2 separate regions of the Loxodonta africana genome follow, and region 2 is linked to region 1. The links are chromatin contacts, called in public Hi-C maps. All regions are on one chromosome and are shown on one strand. Each heading gives the region's core, a stretch centred on a gene start, on an enhancer-like site or on the middle of the called end of the contact. The rest is flanking DNA. Distances are from core to core; before and after follow the strand shown. Region 1 holds the start of RSPO4 (R-spondin 4). Region 2 holds the start of SLC52A3 (solute carrier family 52 member 3).

The links. A called contact is a pair of places that touch in the nucleus more often than the background predicts.
Region 2: a contact with region 1 is called in a Hi-C map of fibroblasts, with 3 times the contacts expected there. The contact joins the promoter of SLC52A3 here to the promoter of RSPO4 in region 1. A contact is called at or near these places in 2 of 3 Hi-C or Micro-C datasets (blood and fibroblasts).

The regions. Positions count from the first base shown.
Region 1 is chr24:29,799,378-29,803,864 of mLoxAfr1.hap2, reverse strand. It overlaps RSPO4 (R-spondin 4), which reads right to left and starts at 1,856. Exons shown (of 4, transcript XM_023550114.2): 1 at 1,628-1,856; 2 at 812-952. The coding sequence starts at 1,856.
Region 2 is chr24:29,974,182-29,978,807 of mLoxAfr1.hap2, reverse strand. SLC52A3 (solute carrier family 52 member 3) reads right to left here and starts at 2,901. Exons shown (of 5, transcript XM_023550116.2): 1 at 2,201-2,901. It also overlaps the pseudogene LOC100654027.

The DNA.
Region 1 (4,487 bases), core at 607-3,106:
GTCAAGACAAGGCACCACCCCATGAGTCATGGAGCTGGTAATTAATAGAAAGAAACTGAGAAGGAGCACCAGGCTGGGGGTGGGAAGGGTGGAAAGAAAGTGTCCAAAGGGCAGGGTGGCTGCTTGGGGAGGGACGTGGCTAGGACAGTGAGTCAGGAGCCATCAGCTTTTGAAATGACCGAGAATGCGAGCCCAGAGGGCATGTGTGAGCAGAGAAGCCATGGTTTAGGCAAGAACGCTGGGGAATGACTTCATGTAAGGGACTGACCACAGAAGATGAGCTCACAGAGGCGTCTGAAAAGGAAGTGCCAGAAAAGAATTACAGCAGTAATAATAACAACAGCTAATATTTATTGAGTGCTTAATATGTGACAGTATTAAGTACTTGACATTGTATTAATTAATTTAATTCTCATAACACCCCCCTATGAAGTAGGCGCTATTGTAATTTTAATAAGTGGAGAAACTGAGGGACATAGAGTTTAAGTGACTAGCATGAGGTCACTAGTGGGTAAATTTTAGGCTTGGGATTCAGACCCAGGTCTGTCTTATTCCCAAATCAGTGCTCTTCTTCTCTACTTTGCTGCCTCCCACAGTAGTAATAATGCCAATGTTGGTAGTAGTAATAATAATAATAACGGTTATGATGGTTCTAGTGCACTGAAGACTTACTATGTGCAGGTACCTGACATGGTACTATTGAGCCTCCCATCACCACGTGGCATTCTACTACCACTTCCTCCAGGTTTCCTGCTCCAGGGAGGGGCTGGAAGGGGGCAGGGCTGGGCAAGGCAAGGAGGCCCCCACTCACCCTGGCACTCCCGTGTGCTCTGATGGGCCACAGTGCCCAGCGGGCAGGTGGGTAGACACTTCCCCTTGTACAGGTAAAATTGCCTCTCGCACCGGATGCAGAAGTCCTGGCTGAAGCAGCTCTCGCACGTGGCCCCACATTCTGTAACAGAGCCAGGAACGCCTTGGTGAGGATGGCTGCCGGGGAGGGGGCGCTCTGGGGCTGCCTGAGGTGGGAAGGCCCTCTGAGTAGCCCCAGGCTCTGCAGCATTGGGATCAGGACTCAGTATCTCCTTTGAAGCCCAGCGTTGCCTGAAGTTAAACTAGGCTACATATGAGAACTCTCTCATTTGAACTGAGACTCAGCGGGGGCAGGTGACATGCCCAAGGTAACATGCCTCCTTTAATTTAAAGGTCAGGATTCCCTTTCTCATTTGAGCTGAGGCTCAGACAGGGCAAGTGACTTGCCCAAAGTTGCACAGCCAATTTGAGCTCCATTTCAGTGAAGGCTCACAGATGGTAATGATTCCTCCCAAGTCACAGAAAAACTTATTTAGGAGTTAGGACTCCTTTTCCCATTTGCGCTAGGACCAGAGAGGGTGAGTGACTTGTCCAAGGTCACACAGCAAACTTCTAGGGTAGAAGTGAAGATTCCTTGCCTCATTGGTACTGAGAACCAGAAAGGGCACTGACATGCCCATGGCTGCAGGGCTATCCTGGAGCCAAGCAGCTCAGAATCTGGGCTCAGACTTACTTCCCCAATTGCTGTGTTGGGGTGAGCTGGTGGGACGTGGGCCAGGAGCCCAGTGTTTGCACAGGACAGGGTGGAGCCACGTACTTCTGCACCTGTTGACTTCCTGGCCACGGACGCCGAAGTAGCCAGGTGGACAGTCGTGCACGCACTTGCCGTATTGGCGGATGCCTTCCCGGCGGATGAACAGGAAGAGCCTCTGCTGGCAGGTGGAGCAGCCATTCTCCTCAGAGCAGATGACACAGCCTGTGCAGTTGCCCCCCAGGCCAGTGCCCACTGCCAGCCAGACCAGGGGAGGGAAGGGTAGAGGAAAGGGAGAGAGAGATGGTCAAACCATACGTGTGTGCAGCTGAGACTGTCTAACTGGGATATTAACTGAACACATGGCCACCCAGACAAAAGACCACATTTCCCAGCTTCCCTTGCAGCTAGATATGGCTGTGTGGCCAAATTCTGGCCAATGGGATGGGATGAAGCAGTGTGTGCAACTTCTAGAGAGCTGCCATAAAGGACAGAATCATGCCCATTGTCATTCCCTCATCCTGTTGGGTGGAATGTGAACGTGATGGCTGGAGCACAAGCAGCCATCTTGGATCGTGAAGTGGAAGTCATGTGCTGAGGATGATGCAGACATGAGATAAAAAGAGCCTGGGTCCTTGAGGAGGGTAGACTGCTGTATAGACTGTTACATGAGAGAGAAATAAGTCTCTTTCGTTTAAACCATTTTTATTTGGAATTTTCTGTCACTCACAAATTTAACTTTTACTAAAACTGTATTTTTGAGTGCGTGAGGGGTGCACATGCATGTAGGGGTGGGGTGAAACGCTCACCCTTTGGCTTGGTTTCTGAACAGTACTCCACTCCTCACCATCACCATCATCAAATGCTCCCACACCAGTTGCTGTCAAGTCAACTCTGACTCATGGTGACCCCACGTGTGTCAGAGTAGGACCGTGATTCATAGGGTCTTCAGTGTCTGGTTTTTTGGAAGTAGATCACCAGGCCTTTCTTCCAAGGTGCCTCAGGGTAGACTCGAACTGCCAATCTTTTGGTTAGCAGCCTAGTGCGTTTACTGCACCACTAAGGGACTCCTGCAGTGTGATGAAATGTTTTGTGAGGCCTTTCTCACCGTGGTCTTGTAAATCCCACCAAATGATTGGGTAACCTGTTAAACCCATTGCCATCGAGTCAATTCCGACTCATATTGACCCTACAGGACAGAGTAGAGCTGCCCCATAGAGTTTCCAAGGAGCACCTGGTGGATTTGAACTGCCAACCTTTAACTACTATACCACCAGGGTCTCCAGTGGTTGGGTGGGACCATGCTAATAAGGCATATGGAACCCTAATGAGGGGATTGGTCAGTTCTGCCACCCCGCTGGGCTTGAAATGAGCTATCCCGGAGGTGGAAAAGGAGAGAATCCCACTACCACCAAAGACAAATAGCCAGGAGCGGAGCATTTCCTTTGGATGTGGGATCCCTGCACCGAGAAGCTCCTGGAGCCAGGAGAGAGAGAGCCGAAGACAGAGAGAAGAGGTGACAGAGAAATGGGGGCAGGAGAGACCAGCAGGAGACAGTGCATTGGGCTTCCCAGCCTACAGAGTGAGAAAGCTGAGTGCTTTTGGGCAGGAACCTTGCTGGAAGAGTAGGGTGCTGAAAGAGCTTTGTAACACTTGCCTGAGCAGGATAGAGGCTGGGGGGCCAGGGATAGATGTGCCTGTGGCATGGCTGGGGAGGGGCTGTCCTGATGGAAGAGCTATATCCTGACTGAGCCTGAATTGTAACCTAATACTTCCCTGGTAAACCCCATATTCATGAGTACTGTCTGTGAGTTCTGTGTGGCATTGCAATAAATTATCAAATCCAGCAGAGAAGTAGAGAGTGCCGTGGGAGGGATGGTTGGTGAAGATATTGGTAAAGATGGAGGAGAGAGGAGGCATGTCTGACCTCCGCCTCATAGGAATCAGCCTTGGGCTGTTGATCTTGATTCCCCTTCACCCTTGTGAAGAGAGAGGAGGTCAGACACCGCACGCATGCCATTGTACAACTCTTAAGTGCTCCCGCCATCATCAAATACATCAAGAAAGCCAAACCTGTTGCTGTCAAGTTGATTCTGACTCATAGCGGCCCTATAGGACAGAGTAGAACTGCCCCATAGAGTTTCCAAGGAGCTCCTCGATTCAAACTGCTGACCTTTTGGTTAGCAGCTATCGCACTTAACCACTATGCCACCACCGTCTGCATCAGGTTAAGGGGGAGGGAATTATTTGTTGCCCCAGAATTGGCAACCAGGACACAAAACCGGGGAGAAAGAGGTAGAATATAACTCAGAATCTAAAGACAACCCCTCCAAGGCTCATAAGGAATCCCTACTAGCCTGACCATCCCCTTAGGACCCCTAATTAAGCTGACCCCATAAAGACCAGGGCTTGTGGGAGTTAGGAGTTGTCAGCTATGGAGTGGGGCATTTCTTTGGCTTTTCCCTCTGTTGCCGAACCCCTAAACCAAGTGAGGGGAGATCCAAGAGAACTGCTCACAGAGACTGGGGTGCCTGCAAGAAGGGGTGACCAGCATCTCATGCCCTGGCTGGACATCACCTTGTGTGACAACCCTGCAGATCTGACCCCTTCCCTCACCTCTTTGAGCAGAGAAAGGGCGCCAGGAGAGAGTAGGGCAAAGCTGAGAGGGGAGATAGTGGCAGAAGAAAAGAGCTGGGATATTAACTGGGCACTGTTAAAAAGTAACTACAGGCGTCTATCAAGTGCATCTATCCATTTGCTTCATGGCAAGAATGAGGGAGTTCCCAGTGGCAAGGGGACACCTTAGAAGTAGCCAGGCTTAGATGGAATTGCTGCTGCCTCACACAGAAGACTGGTGCTGGCAGAGGTGGCCCAACAGTAAGAGGCGGCAGGGGAGACCATTGGGGGTGAGAGCTGGAGGTGGTCA
Region 2 (4,626 bases), core at 1,652-4,151, 170 kb before region 1:
CAGCCAGGAGGCCAGTGCGGCTGCAGCAGCAGGAGGGAGGGGGAGAGGGCAGGAGATGGGGTCGGGAGGTGAGCAGAAGGTCACTTAGGGCCCTGCAGGCCTGCGTGAGGGCTTGGGTGTTTATCCTGAGCCAGAAGCTCCTTTGTTGGACAGAAGAGGAACAGGCTCTGAATTAGTTTTTAACAGGATCGCGCTGGCTGTTGTGAGGAGAATAACAGGGGGCTAGGGCGGAAGCCTGAGTGAGGCCCGTTAGCCCGTTGGGAAGCTGGCATAATAATCCAGACAAAAAAGATGATGATGATGATGATAATAATAAAAACCAAACTTGTTGCTGTAGAGTCGATTCCAACTCATGGCAACCCCATATATTGCAGAGTAGAACCACTCCACAGGGTTTTCTTGGCAGTAATCTTTATGGAAGCAGACCACCAGACTTTTCTTCCTCTGTGCCGGTAGGTTCAAACCACCAACCTTTAGGTTAGTAGTTGAGTACAAACCATTCTCGCTAACCAGGGACCTCTTAATAATGACAATAGCTGCTCTTTATTACCTGCGCAGGTGTCTCTTAAGTGTGTAAAACATATTATCCATCAAATCTTCTCAACAACCTTGGGGTAGGTGTTATGATTCTATCCTTTCTACAGACAAAGAAACTGAGGCTCAGAAACGGAAAATAACTTGCCCAAGGTCATACAGCTGGTCATGTGGAGCTGAGATTTGAACTCAGGCATGTCTGACTGCAGACCCAGCCCTCTTAACCCAGTCTGAGCAGGGCACTGGGGATGAGGGGACCGGGAAGGGTTTATCAAGAGGCTGTAGGGCAGGCTCCCTTTCCACTCCCCTCAGCCTCCCCATCACTGGGCCAGGAAGGGGGGGAAATGGGGTACAGTCTCCAAGACATATCTGCTTCTCAAGAACCCAGGGCCTCCTCTGAGACTGAAGAGGCCAGAGATCTCAGGCTTTGAATGAGGCAGCTAAGACCCTCCCTGAAGGACAGAGAAACCAGAGGGCTCAGTTCCAGAGCAAAGGTGTCCCTCATTCTTGCATCAAAACCAAGATCTTTCAAAGGCGGGGCAGGCTGGGTAAAAGAAAGGGTGGAAGGAGTGTGTGGCTTGGGCCATCTCCTCCCCCAGCAGGCAGGAGTGCCCTGTCTGCCCTTGGCCCTCTGAGCCCATGCAGCCCTACCCAGGCCTTTGCTCCAGCCATCTGCTTTATTATTTAAGTCGGCTTGGTTACTACTCCCCATGTGAGCAGGGTCCTGTTCTCCCCCAGTACCCAGGTGGCCATCTGATTAGCCAAGGGCTGGGCTACCCAACCCCCTGGCACCACAGCTGGTCTTGCTTTGCAGGGGTCAGCAGGCAGCGGCTCCACTCCCAAGTGATATCAGCTGGAGGCTATCAGGAGACCTTCTCCACTGTTCGTCACCTTCAAGCTGAGTCCCCATGGATTTCATCTCAACTCAATGTCCCCATCATGCAGATGGGGAAAACCAAGGCCCAGAGAGGTGGCTGTGTGTGCCCATCCCAGGCTGTGGCGGTCATCTTGCCTGGACTCCCTGACCATTGCCCTCCCTGGGCCTCAGTTTCTCCAACTGTGTAAGGCTCTGGGGATGCTCCTTGGCTGGGCTTGGCTGCCAGGGAGAATGCCCAAGATAAAGAGTGTGCAGGCTGGCCTGCAAGACTGTGAGTTCCTTTGTTTCCTCTCCCCCGGGGCCTGGGGGGGAGGTTTCCACCTCCCACGGGGCTGACCTTGGCAGAGCAGCCTCCCCCAGGTGGGATGCCCTCACCCATGGTGCTGGTTCCCACACTCCTAGCCCCACACCAGGCTGGGAGGCTCAAGCTGACCTGGCAGCAGTGGCCGTCTAGATACCCCGATGGGGTGGAGAAGAAGCTGGGGAGGGATCAGCGGGGACCCAGTCTTTTGGCTGAGGGTTGAGGGGGCAGGAGGGGTCTGGAATCCACCCGAGCCGGCTCAGCTGGGTCTGTCCCAACCCCAACCCGAGCGGCTGGCGCTGAGGAAGAGGCCCTCCTTCCCTCCTATTCCTCCGCCCAGGAACTAAGGGCAAAGCCACAGGCCATCCGCTGTGCCCAGACATGCGCTCCTCCCCACCCAGCCCCGTACTCTAATCGTGCCAGCGGCTCGCCCCCGGTACCTGCAGCTGTACCCTCGCAGACTTGGGCCGCCTGGCTCTACCGCGTACCTGCCGGTCCAGTCCCGGAGTGGAACTGCTAGGGAGGAGCCCGAGGCGGCGGCTGGGTTAGTATTAACCTGCCCGCCTCCACCTCGAGGTGACGGAAAGGGAGGAGGACGGTGGGCGGAGCTCCCGGCTCCACCAAGCGCCTACTGTGTGCGGGGGACCTGGCCAGAGCCCCGCTGCGAGGAGAAACAAGATGAGGAGACAACAGAAACAATAAATGGCTGACATTATCGAGCACTTCCTGCTCCCCAGTTCACGAGCGTTGACCCCCAGAGGGCAGAAGAATTGCCCAGAAGGTTGCCCCTGGCCCCACCCTGGGGTCCCTGGCTCCACTCTGTAGTTGTTATAATCCCTTTCACACAGGAATAGGGCTCCCTGGAGCGGAAACTCTTGGTTCAAACGCTGGAGTTTAAGCAAGTTACTTTTAAGGCCAAGTGTAAACTGTAAAGTGGGGATAATAATAGCGCCCTCCTCACAGGGCGGAAATTAAACAGCCACAGCGCGCTGAGCGCTGAGCCTGTGCCAGGCGCTGTTATTCCAGGGCTTGACACGCACTGACACATTTAAGCCTCACCGTAGCCTCCTGGGGAAAACACTACGGGTGGCGCCAACGGTTTGCGCTCATCTAAGCAGTGGAGCCCTGATGGTGTAGCGGTTAAGCGTTTGGCTGCTAACCAAAAGGTCGTCAGTTCAAATTCACCAGGCGCTCCTTGGAAACCCTATGGGGCGGTTTTACCCTGTCCTATTGGGTCGCTATGAGTCGAATCAACTCAAAGGTAATGAGTTAAGCAGTGGCTGAGACATCAGCTGCTAACCAAAAGGTTGGCCGTTCTAATCCACCTCAGAAACCCCATGGGGCAGTTCTACTCTGTCCTATAGGGTCGCTAAGAGTCGGAATCGACTAGATGGCAACGGGTTTATTAACCTAAAGAGCCCTGGTGGCGCAGCAGTTAAAGCGCTAGGCTGCTAACCAAAGAGTTGGAGGTTTGAACCCACCAGCTGCCCTGCGGGGTGGGGGGTGGGAACAGGGAGGCGGGGGCAGTAGGAGGAGACGTGACAGCCGCCTTCCGTGGAGATTATAGCCTAGGAAACCCTACATGGACAGTTCTACTCAGTCCTGTAGGTTTGCCGTGAGTTGGAATCCACTTGACGGCAACGGTTTTTGTCTTTGGTTTATTAATCTAATGGTTGGCGGTTCAAATCTACCCAGCAATGCCAGAGGAGAAAGGCCTGGTGATCCGCTTCCTTAAAGATTACAGTCAAGAAAACCTTCTGGAGCAGTTCTGCTCTATAACACATGCAGTCACCATGACATAATTGATTAGATGACTGTATATATATATATATATATTTTTTTTTCTGTCACTATCCCCAGAATGGAAACCCTGGTGGTGTAGTGGTTCAGAGCTACGACTGCTAACCAAAAGGTAGGAAGTTCAAATCCACCAGGCGCTCCTTGGAAACCATATGGGGCAGTTCTACTCTGTCCTATATGGTCACTATGAGTTGGAATCGACTCGACAGCAATGGGTAGGGGTAGGTATCCCCAGAATGCTCCTTAAAAGAAAGGATGGCAAGACTTCATCTCAAGTACTTTGGACATATTATCAGGAGGGACTAGTCCCTGGATAAGGACAGCATGCTTGGTAGAGGGTCAGCAAAAAAGAAGAATATCCTCAATGAGATGGATTGACATAGTGGCTGCAACAATGGGCTAAACATAAGAACAATTGTGGGAACAGTGCAGGATCGGGCACTGTTTCATTCTGTTTTACATAGGGTCATTATGAGTTGGAGCCAACTTAAGAGCACCTAAGAACAACAACATCCCCACTTTACAGAACAGAAAACTGAGGCCCAGAAGTCAAGAATCTTGAATGGTGTCACACAGCTGATACATGGATATATGCCAAAGTTGGTCTTTGATGCCTCTTGAGGTACCCCGGCAAATACAAATAGCTAATGTCCCAATTCGATCCCATATAGTTCTTTAATTAAGTCTTAATTAATCAATTAAGTTAATGTCTGATTAAGTCAACCCTATGGGGCACGTGCTAGTTTTATTCTCCACTTTACAGATGAGGAAACTAGCTCAAAGAGGTTCAGCAATTTGTTCAAGATGCTATAGCCGGTAAGTGTAGGCCGGAATTTGAACCCAGGCTCAAAGTCCACACCCACGCTGTGTAAAATGGCTCACACAGAGCCTGGTGCCTAGTAAAAGCTCATTCCATGTTAACTTCTACTAAGAATTCTAGCCTGCTTTTTGCATTATTTTCCAAGACATTTATTCATTTAGTAAATAATTGCTCTCCAGCGAATGGTCGGAGCGAGAGATGAGCGGAGCCTACTGGGCCTGGGGAGGGGACTGCATCCCTTGCTCAGCAGGCAGATGCTCAGGAAGCCTTAGTATCAAGCACTTCGGGTCTCTA